Linked DNA regions of Sus scrofa: region 1 is linked to region 2. The links are chromatin contacts, called in public promoter capture Hi-C maps. All regions are on one chromosome and are shown on one strand. The core of a region is the stretch at or near the end of the contact, and the rest is flanking DNA. Distances in the headings are between cores, read along the strand shown.

Evidence for each region. Promoter capture Hi-C pulls out the DNA fragments that hold promoters and counts their contacts.
Region 1: a promoter capture Hi-C map of fetal skeletal muscle shows a contact between it and region 2, with 4 times the contacts expected there. The contact joins the promoter of BABAM2 here to the promoter of PLB1 in region 2. A contact is called at or near these places in 1 of 5 promoter capture datasets (fetal skeletal muscle) and 1 of 2 datasets of contacts at active chromatin or transcription factors (alveolar macrophages).

The regions. Positions count from the first base shown.
Region 1 is chr3:111,326,397-111,331,629 of Sscrofa11.1, reverse strand. It overlaps BABAM2 (BRCA1-A complex subunit BRE), which reads left to right and starts at 3,216. Exons shown (of 12, transcript XM_021088348.1): 1 at 3,216-3,351. RBKS (ribokinase) reads right to left here and starts at 2,854. Exons shown (of 8, transcript NM_001315776.1): 1 at 2,762-2,854. The coding sequence starts at 2,853.
Region 2 is chr3:110,738,842-110,744,227 of Sscrofa11.1, reverse strand. PLB1 (phospholipase B1, membrane-associated) reads left to right here and starts at 2,993. Exons shown (of 59, transcript XM_021087673.1): 1 at 2,993-3,137.

The DNA.
Region 1 (5,233 bases), core at 1,967-4,466, 590 kb before region 2:
TTCACTCAGTGTGGTAATCCCTCCATGTGCTGCAAATGGCATTATTTCATTCTTTTTTATGCCTTTTTTATGCCACTGTATATATGTACCACATCTTCTCTATCCATTCCTCTGTTAGTGGACATTTAGGTTGCTTCCATGTCTTGGCTATTGTAAATAATGCTGAAATGAACACTGGGGCGCCTGTATCTTTTCAAATTATGGTTTGCTCTGGATATGTGCCAGCTATGACTGTTGGATCATATGATAACTCTATTTTTAGTTTTTAAAGGAACCTCCATACTGTTCTCCACAGTGGCTGTACCAATTTACATTCTCATCAATGGTGTAGGAGGGGATCCCTTTCTCCACACCCTCTCCATCATTTATTATTTGTAGATTCTTACTGGAATGAGGTGATAGTTCACTGTAGTTTGGATTTGCATTTCTCTAGTAATTAGTGATATGGAGCATTTTGTCATGTGCCTGTTGGCCATCTATAATGTGAAGTGTATTTATTTTAAAAAGAACTATCATTATCTTTAATGGGTGATGGTCAAGCCTCACACAGTACTCTTAGTCTAAGAAGGTGGCTCTGAATTCTAACCCTTACCTTTTTTGTTTTGCTTTTTAGGACTGCACCCGCTGTGTATGGAAGTTCCCAGCTAGGGTCGAATCAGAGCTATAGCTGCTGGCCTACACCATAGCCACAGCCACGCAGGATCTGATCTGGGTCTCCGACCTACACCACAGCTCACAACACTGCTGGATTCAGAGCCCACTGAGTGAGGCTGGGGATCACATCTGCAACCCGCAACCTCAGGGATGCTAGTCGGATTCGTTTCTGTTGGCCACGACGGGAAGTCCTAACCCTTAAATTCTTATTCAGGTAGGGTGCATGGGAAAGTTGTTTAGCTTTCTTTTCCTCTGCTGCTTCATCTATGGAAGTAAGGTAAAATTTTAGCTAGATGGATTTTCTAAGGAATGCATTATTTGAGATGTCTGCAGGTTATTCCTTTATGTAACTAAACTAAATATATTTGAAGGAACTATTTTTGAAGTGAAACACATACCTTATTTTTATATAAAACCTACCAATTATCAAGTACCTTTTCTGAAAAGAGTCATCACCAGTAGCATCAATTACCATAGGGAGCGTGAGACGGGGATGCTCTAGACAGCAGTCAGCAAACTATGGCCTGCAGGCTGTTTTTGTAAGGCATAGGAAATAAGAATAGTTTTTTACATTTGTACATGACCTAGACCATATGTGGCTCGAAAAGCCTAAAATAATTACTGTGTGGCCCTTTGCAGGCTTGAGCTCTCAAGAAAGAGTGTAGGCCTCTTTGCCACATGTCCACTTAAAGTGAACTTATGCTCTGTCACCAAAGGAAGCACATCCATCTTGGCACGAGGTAGCTCACATATTTGTGGAAAAATAAAGGCTCCCGGCACTTGAAGGTCTTTTGCTGCTTGTTATTACACTCTCTCACCTTCAGGTTTTTGGTAATCATGTGCCTGCCCCGGCAGTCTCTTCCTCTTTCTACTCGCCACCTTTCTAACCTTGGCTGGTGATAACCTGGCTTATAAACATTTTAAGCAATGTAAGATTAAGCTGGTTATGGGAAGACCCTAAAACTATTTTCTAAGAAAAACACAGGTGGTTTGGTGCAGGGATTTGGTGACTTATTTTTATTGTCCCAAGGCCTTTTTATTTATTTCCAGGTTCTCAGCTACTCTTCTGAAAAGCAAGGTTGCAGGAAAGATGGACAGGTCATACTGCAGTATGTCTGATCACTTTTCATTTTTTGTAAGAAAAATAGCGTTATATCTGAAAAGGCACTCAGCAAAAAATTAAAGTGAAGCAACATGAATCATAGGATTTCCTTGGGATATAGATGAGAGAGGGAGAGAGCGCAATAAATAAATATTACTTTTACAATCAAAAAAGCCATTTTCATTAAAAAATAAATTGGAAAGATCCAATGTCACTGACCTAGCTCAACGATTTTCCGATTTCCTTCTAGCATATTTTATTTCATCCCTTTTTTTTTTTTTTTTTGGTCCATGCCAGGGCCAGGGATCCAATGCGAGCCACAGCAGTGGCCAAGCCTCTGCAGTGACAACGCTGGATCCTTAACCCGCTACACCACAAGAGAACTCCGATTTTGTTTTTTACTATTATAGATATTGTATTTATGGGTTTTTATTTTGATTCACACTTGGTTTGCCATAAGTAACCTACAGTTACTCTAATACTGAAAAATAAACGGAAAATATGAAATGCAAGAATGCTAACGATCAATAGAGTGAACGGCCTGTTGACCTCTGCTCCACTCATTTTATACACGTTCCACGAATAATACCCAACCTGGATGGTGTTATGGCTCAAAACACTTTAGTTCATTTCACTTTCATAACAGCCCAGTGAGGTGGGGGCACCTTCTGGAAGGTAAAATAACTTGGTTAAAGTCACTGGCTAGCCCGGGGAGAGGTTCAACAGCCTGGTCCGGAAAACAGGAACAGGTCTTTGGAGGCGCTTCTAGTTACACGAGAGCTTTTACTACGCTCTGGCCTTTGTTTCCTCATCTGACAGTTACCTTCACAGACTCAAAACCTGCCTCTTCCCATCGAGGCACAGGGCGGCCTGGGGAAACCTGTAGTTCACACCAAAAGCCAACAGGCTCCATGCCCAAGGCCCCAGTGCCAAGGCAGTAAGAAGAGAGAACACGGTCCGTCCCTCCCGCGAGCAGCGGCTTCTGCAAACTGGCCCCAGACTAACCTGACCAGGTCGGTCATGCAGGAGCCCACCACCACCACTGCCGCCGCCACCTGCTCCTGCCACTGCCTCCCGGGTTCCCCAGACGCGGCCATTGCTCTACGTCGGCGCTCTCCAACCAGGAGGCTGCCCTTTAACCTTTGCCCGACCCGGTAACCAGGGACGCCACTCCTACGCTCCCTAACGACGCGGGCCTTGCAGGACGTCCGTGCGGGTCGCCCACCTGAATGCCCGAAATAACCCCGCCCACCAACTGCCCCCAGTTCTTCCAGGAATTGTCTCCCTGCACAGCTTCCCGCTACAGAGCCCTCCTGATCGGTCCAGACTCCGTGCTGCTTGCCGCGCACGAGGCAGGCGCCGAGGCAGGAACTTTCAGGCACTGCGGGGACGCCTCTCCGAGCGCCTGGCCTGGCGCGGCCGGGGACGCGCACGCCGCCCGGCTCCTGGGCCGCAGAGGGGGCGGGGCGGGACGTCCGGGGGGCGCGCACGCATCCGGCCCGCGGTGCGCGCGCAGGTTGGTGCGTCGGTCGGGGGCGCGCTCGGGTAACCTGTACCCCACGTAGTCGCCGGTTACCGATCGGACTAAGCTCCAGGTACCTGGACTGGGGCTGGTGCGGGGAGGTTGGATCCCGAGTCGCACAGGTGGTGCTAAGGACAGTGGTTTAAATATGCCCAGGGCTCGCCTCCTCTTTCTATAGAGAAGGCCCCTGTTCCAAAGATGCCCTGTTCATTCCCATCATGCTGGCTCCCTAGAGAACGAGCCCCCAAGGCCAGAGGCTGCTCTTTCCATGCCTAGCCCGCCCCTGGTCCCTGATTAAGCTCAGCTCCTTCCTCCTTCCCGCCTGATGAGGGGATCGTACAATTTGGGAGAAGGAAGAGCCTCTGGTCCCTTTTAGATGTCCCCCTTTGGAGCGGGATGTCATTCTTTGGGTTCGAGTCGACTTGTTTTTCTTGAACATTGCCCCTTGGAGAAATTGCTTCCCCCGTGTAACTTCCCTCGTGCGCTGCGTGACGTCGACGTGACGCAGCAGGACGCCACCCCTTTCCGTTCCATGACGTAAGCTGGGCACATGTTTCCGTGTTTGTCATCCCATCTTAATTGCAAGAAACTGACGATGCTTCAGACGTCTTTGTATTCCCCAGGCTGCCCATCAGAGGACCTCATGTGACCCTATTTTGAGGCAGCAGATCCCTATAAAAATTGTATTTCTGCATTTTCCTTCTGTAATACGTCAAAATCAGGAAATAGAAATTGCACAATTAGCATTCAGGGGAGGCTGACCACCGTAAATTTTTGCCTATCTAGGATCTCTTATTGTGCTTCGATGTGTAAAGTTACTACTGGGGGTTGAACCCCCATCCGTGTCCCTTACTCAAAAGGATTGCGCCAAAGAACCATCTTTTTTGGCTGTTTGGTGACCTGTGATTTTGGAATCAGTGGTTTTTTTTTTTTTTTTTCCTTAGAGAAGTCACAACAGCTCCTGCTGAAACATTTTAATGCTGCATGAAATCTTGCACTGTCAAAAGATAGTGTTCTGGCTGTGCTGGAAACAAAGACAAATTCATTCCTTCAGGTGTCATTCTAAGGTCATGCCAGTTGCTGAATTGAATGGGATGTTGTCACCTTAAGTATAGTTTGGTTTCTGGAGCAGGTTTGTTCCCTTTAGTGTTTGCCTGGTGAATCACTAGGCTTCAGCAGTAGACCAACAGTAGTCTAATTTGTTTCTGGTTGTCAAGCAACCATTAGTTTAAATTGGTGACTTTTTTGCTCACATTTTACTAGATGTATGCTTTTTTTTTTTTTTTTTAAAAAAAGCACATTCACTTTGATGCTTTTATTTTTTTGGTGATTGAAGTTATAAATGTTTATTTGAGAGGAAGATGGGTATAGTGGACTTGGAGGGAGATCTGGATTTGAATTCCGATCCTTCTTGCTAGATTTGTGAATCTGTGACTTTGAATAAGTTACTCAATCTTGCCCAGCTTTGGTTTTCTTATCTGTGAAATGGGAATAATACTCTTAACCAGAGAACAGGGTAGTTGTGGGGAAATAAATGAAATTACAGATAGAGGTGGGTAATACAGTGCCCGATACTAAGTCGATTTTCAGAACGTGTTGGGTCTGTTTCCTTTTTTCATAGAAGTGAGAGGTAAAATAGGTATTGTGGGGAAGTACATGGAAGAATAATTCTGTAATGTAGGTAAGGTCCTTTTGCTTTTTCCAAGATGAGTATTTCTGTTTTGCATATGATCTAGATAAGCATCCTTTCAAGAACTGTGACATCAATGGGTAGAAATAAAAGTGGAAATGTTGCAGAATAGGAAAAAAAAAAAGCCTTCAAAATGATAATATAGGCTAGTATGCCCTTCAGAGACAAATTATAAAAGTTATCCATGTCATCTGTAAAATGGGAATTTGAATTCACACCTTAATGGGCCAGGGTTGTGAAGATCAGCTGCACTAATGCATATGGA
Region 2 (5,386 bases), core at 1,744-4,243:
TTCCTTTGTGTGGTGATGTGTTGTTCTTGGCCCCAAGAGTGCAGTTTCCTCCTGTGTGCAGAGCCACCATGGGACTTTGCAGGGACTGTGTAGGAAGTTACAAAGATGAATGAAGCATGGGCCTTATTCTTTCCTGCAAAAGAGACAGCTCTAGTTGGCCAATGTTTGGATGGCTGACAAAATTCTGCAAGTGATGTAAGGCAGTTGCAGAGAGGGCAGGAGCAGTTAAGCTACTGTGACATAGCACTAGATGCTGTTCACCAGGGGCCCAGGGGATGACCGGAGCCAGGCTGGGTATTTTCATTGATGTAGCAATTGTGGAACATCTGCTGATGTCAGGCCCTGTGCCAAGGACTCAGGACACAGCAGAGAACCATTCAGTCCTTGCCCTCCTGGAATTCACAGTCAGAAAGACAAACTAAGAGTCCCTGTCATGGCTCAGTAGTGACGAATCTGACCAGTATCCATGAGGATGTAGGTTCGATCCCTGGCCTTGCTCAGGGGGTTAAGGATCCGGTGTTGCTGTGAGCTGTGGTGTAGGTCGCAGACGCTGCTTGGATCTGGCATTACTGTGGCCGTGGTGTATCTCAGATTTGACCTCTAGCCTGGGAACTTCCATAGGCTGTGGGTTGGGTGGCCCTAGGAAAAAAAAAAGAGAAAGAAAGAGAAGACAGACTAGACTTTGAACAAGCAATCCCAAGTGTGTGTGTTGGAGGAGAAGAAAGACCAGGGAACCATAGACAGGATCTGTCATTGGCTGGGCATTTTATGAAGAAATATTTACACTGAGCCTGGAAGGAGAGTTAATGGGACCAAGAGCTGGGAAGGGGATCGGTGTGGTCTGAGAGTTCCAGGCAGAGGGAACAGCATGTGTTAAGTGAGGTGGCAAAAAGGATGAAATCCTCAAGGACGTGGAGCATAGTGAGCCTAGGATCTAAGAAAAGTGGGGGTGGGGCTTGTGGCTGGAGAGGAGGACATGCAGGGCCTTATGAACCATGCCAAGATGGCTGGACTTTGTCCAAAGAGCAGTGGGAAGCTGGCAAAGGATTTTATATGAGGGTATGACATCAGGTTTGCACTCTGAAAAGATGTTTAGGCTGCTGTGTGAAAAAAAAAAAAATAGATTGCAACAGGCAAGAGTAGATAGGGGAATAGCTATTACAGTCAGCCAGGGGAGCAGAGATGGTGATGTGGGCCCAGGTTGGGGCAGTAAAGATGGAGAGTGGCGAGTGGACTCAGGAAGAGGTTTAGGGTATAGAATTGATGGGACTCAGAAATGAATGACCTGTTCGGACTGAGGAGGAGAAGATTTCAGGATCATTCTTGGGTCCATCTACAACCATTCTTGTTACTTCCTGTAGGACTGCAAATGAGTGGGAGGAGATCATAGGTTTATTTCTTAACTCCTGAGTTTGAGGTGCCAATGAAACATCAAAGAGGAAATGCCAAATCAATGAATCAATGGGTTTATGGGGTTTGAAGATTAGAAGAGAGGGCTGGCTGGAAATTGAACAGTAGGAATTATTGACGCATGGATTTGAAATAAAGCCATGGGGTGGGGGGTGAGATCACCCTGGGAGACGAGTCCAGGCCAGAGGCCTGAGCAGCTCTAGCAGCAGAGGGCAAGAGGGCAAAGGAGGCTGAAAAGGAAGAGGTTGGAGAGAAGAAACCAGAGAGCTAGAAGCATGGGGGCCCAAGGTAGCATTTTCTGAGAAGAGGCAGCTACCCAGCCGTGAAATGCTGCTGAGATGTCAATAGGAGGGGGTCTGAAGACCTCACTGTCCACTGAATTGAACAGACTGTTGATCTTGGGCGTTTCTGGTAGATTAGTGGGAGCAGAGGCCACAATGAAGGTGGGGAAGACCAGTGAGTAGAAGGGGTTTTAAAAGGTCACCCCACCCCAGGGATGAGCCAGGGATTGGTACAGGGATCCAGGGAAGAGAGGCTGAAGTTTGAGAGCTTGGTGCCTCACTCTGATCAAGAAGACATGGACCTCAATGTCAACAGAGAGGACCAATAGGGAAATGGCTCCAGGTGGCTCCTGGAGCAAAGAAAGTGAGTGGGGTATAGGAGGAGGCATCCAGTCCCCGTGGACCACAGAGACCACACTGAGATTCCCGCTGCTCTCTGGAGAGCCTGTGATTAAGGCCCACAGCCCTGGGTGCTCCTGGTCGCACCTGTTTCCCCTAAGAGGCCTCCAAGGGTCAATCAGGGAACAAACCCAGATGAACAAAATAAGGAAGTGCTGTGTCTTGGGTTAAGAGGGTCGGCCTTTGGAGCAGAAAAACCAGTGTTAAAAATCTGGCCTCAGAGTTCCCTGGTGGCTCAGTGGGTTAAGGACCCGTCATTGTCATTGGTGCAGCTCAGGCTGCTGCTGTGGTACAGTTTTGATCACTGGCCTGGGAACTTTTGCATGTTTTGGGTACAGCCAAGAAAATTCTGGCCTCACCACATGCTCTCTATGTGATTGGGGGCAAGTTTCTAAACATTTCTGTGGCTTACTAGAATCAGAAATGTTTCAGAATGGAAAAAGTGCAGCGATTAGAATGGAGGTAATTAGGAACTGGAAAATCCTTTTCCTCAGGTTTTCTCTTCTGGGGTATAATTGGTTATCACCCTCTACTTATTAACAAGGTCCTTCCAGAATCAAGGAAAGAAGAACGGCAGGCTGACCAGCAGTGCCTTGGAGAGGCACACAGGTGCTCCCTGGAAAACAGAACCTGGGGTGACAAAACTCCTCAGGGCTGTGCCCGAGCCCAACCTGGCTGTCCTGACGGCTGGAACTCAGCGCAGATCTGCCTGCCAGGCCCCGCCTGGTCTGGCAAGCCCATCTGCATCAGCACCTGGGACAGAAGGCCAGTCAACTGCCACCCCCGTGCTCCCCGCCCACCGCACAGCCTTCTCCCCAGGTGGTGCCCATCAAAGGTAAACAGGGAGCCAGCCAAGCAAACACATTTGTGCACCATCATCATCATTCCTGAGCTATTAACACCACGTACAGTGTGTGTGGGCATGGCTGACAGCCCAGCCCCACAGCAAGCCGGTGACGCCAGGCCACAGCCATCCTCTGCCCCCCAGCCAAAGGCCCAGAGGCCCCATTCTGGATTGCCGTGTGGATGGAGGGACAGCACCAGCTGGTAAGCTCCCCTGGCTGGTGGTAGAGAGCCTCTCTTCCTTCCCAGCACCCCTGGTCCAGGAGAAGCCTTTTTTGGCAAGTGGGCTGCTCTGAACACAGGCCAGGGAGGCGTGTGGGGTCAGGCCAGGATGGTTAGGGCCGTGGGAGCCAGGAGCCTCCCAGCAAGGTCGGAAGCATGTGAGATCCCCAGGAAAGACCAGGAGGCTTGGGTTATTCCCTTTGATCTGAAGAGCAGATCATAGCTCTCACAGGAGGCGAAAGGAATCGAATAAGGGAAAGCTTGGCCACGTAGCATAGTCCGCTTGGGTTGCCTCTTCCCAGTGGGTGTCTCACACCCAGTCTCCCCCAGGGGACCCCCCCCAAGCCCTTCCTTGTGGGATCTCAGCTCTGGAAGAGCCGGCACACAGCTTCTCCTGTGTTCAGTGCCTACCGGCCATGCTGGCCAACCTGTCTCCTTCTTAGAAGGGAGACGTGAGCCCTGGGCTTTCTGTTGGTATCTGCTATGCCGAGCCTCTCTGACTTGATCTTGGCCATTCCGGGGCTGAGGTGCAGAGGGCAGGCATGCCAGGTTCTACCCTTAGTACCTGAGCAACCTTCTTTCATTCATTTATTTACTCATCCAATCTTTAATGAATGCTTGCTACAACAGGTGACCTGCCAGCTGCCGGGGACATAGCAGAGAACAAGGAGGCCAGGTTTCATGGAGTGTATGTTCTCCTGGGATTCACCCTTTTTTTTTTTTTAAATCATTAATAAGGTTGTGCTATTTGAAAATTGTATTTTTTTCCCCTAGCCATACATCGCTGGTCCCTTCTGCATTTTGTCAACTTTCTCACTCCTTAATTAAAATCTTCTTATCTTTAGTATATTGATTATAAGAAAATCCTCCACCCCGAAGGAAGCTAAATCTGCTCAGTTACTTGCATTGGACAGTGTTTTGCATGTATGTGTGTGTGTGTGTGTGTATACATAGGTTTTGTGTTTTGTATACACAGGAACACTAGTGTCTGGATAATGTTCCAGTTGGACAATGCCTGATTTAAGCCTCCTTTTGGTCCTGTGGCTGGGAAGGATCTTGGAGAAAGCAGGCTTGGTTATTCTCTTTGCCCTTGGAGAATATTCACCCAACGAATGAAGATTTGTTAGGGATTCGTATTGCGGAACACTGAGCTAGGTGCTCTGGCGGGGAGGGGTTCTGGGGTTGCCTGCCGAGATGGCAGGAAGGGAAAGGCCCAACCTCTCCCTCCGGAGGCCACCAGGAACATGGGACCATGTCCATGCGGGAGTGGGTGATACGAGGCCATCATGATGAAGGCCAGCAGGTGCTTCAGAAAAGCTGAAACCACTCTCAGGGCTCACAGGCATCCGTGCTGAGTATTCTAATAGACACTCCTGGTTCCACCCCTCCCACAGCCCTAACGCATACCTTTCCTCTTCTAGCTCTGAGTCTTCGTAAAATCAGCACCACTGGGTACTTGTCCTAAATGAGGGGCTACTGGCACACGCTTCCACCACACTGGCAGAGCTCACCCAGGAGCCAGGGACTCGGTTTTCCTTGTTTTGTCTTTTTGCCATTTTCTTGGGCCTCTCCTTTGGCATAGGGAGGTTCCCAGGCTAGGGGTCGAATTGGAGCTGCAGCTGCTGGCCTACACCAGAGCCACCGCAACGCAGGATCCGAGCCGCGTCTGCAGCCTACACCACAGCTCATGGCAACGCTGGATCCTTAACCCACTGAGCAAGGCCAGGGACCGAACCCGCAACCTCATGGTTCCCAGTCAGACTCGTTAACCACTGAGCCACGACAGGAACTCCTCGGTTTTCCTTGTTGAAGAGAACAATTTCACTTACTCTTTGCTCACAACCTTTCAAAAGCTTGATCTGTGCTTCTTCCCAATGCCCAGATCCAATCGCGGGCACTGCTTCCACTTCCTCACACATGGGTATTTGGTATATGTTCCATCCTTCCCCGGAAGAAAAAAACAATCTCTTTTCTTTTCTCAAGGTCTAGGGGTTTCCTCGTGGATCTGATGTGAGTTAGTGGTTTTTACTTGTTTGTTTGTTTTTACTGTGACCTGTGTTGAGAAATACACGTTGCATCACCACATGCAGCTGAAATGAAAGTTTCTCAAAACATGAGTTACCCCTAACTATGTGCGATGCTCTCAGTTATTTTAGATCCTATTTAAGTTTTTTTGGTGTGTGTGTGTGTGTGTGTGTTTAATGGTCCAGTCATCTGCCAAATTAAATTCA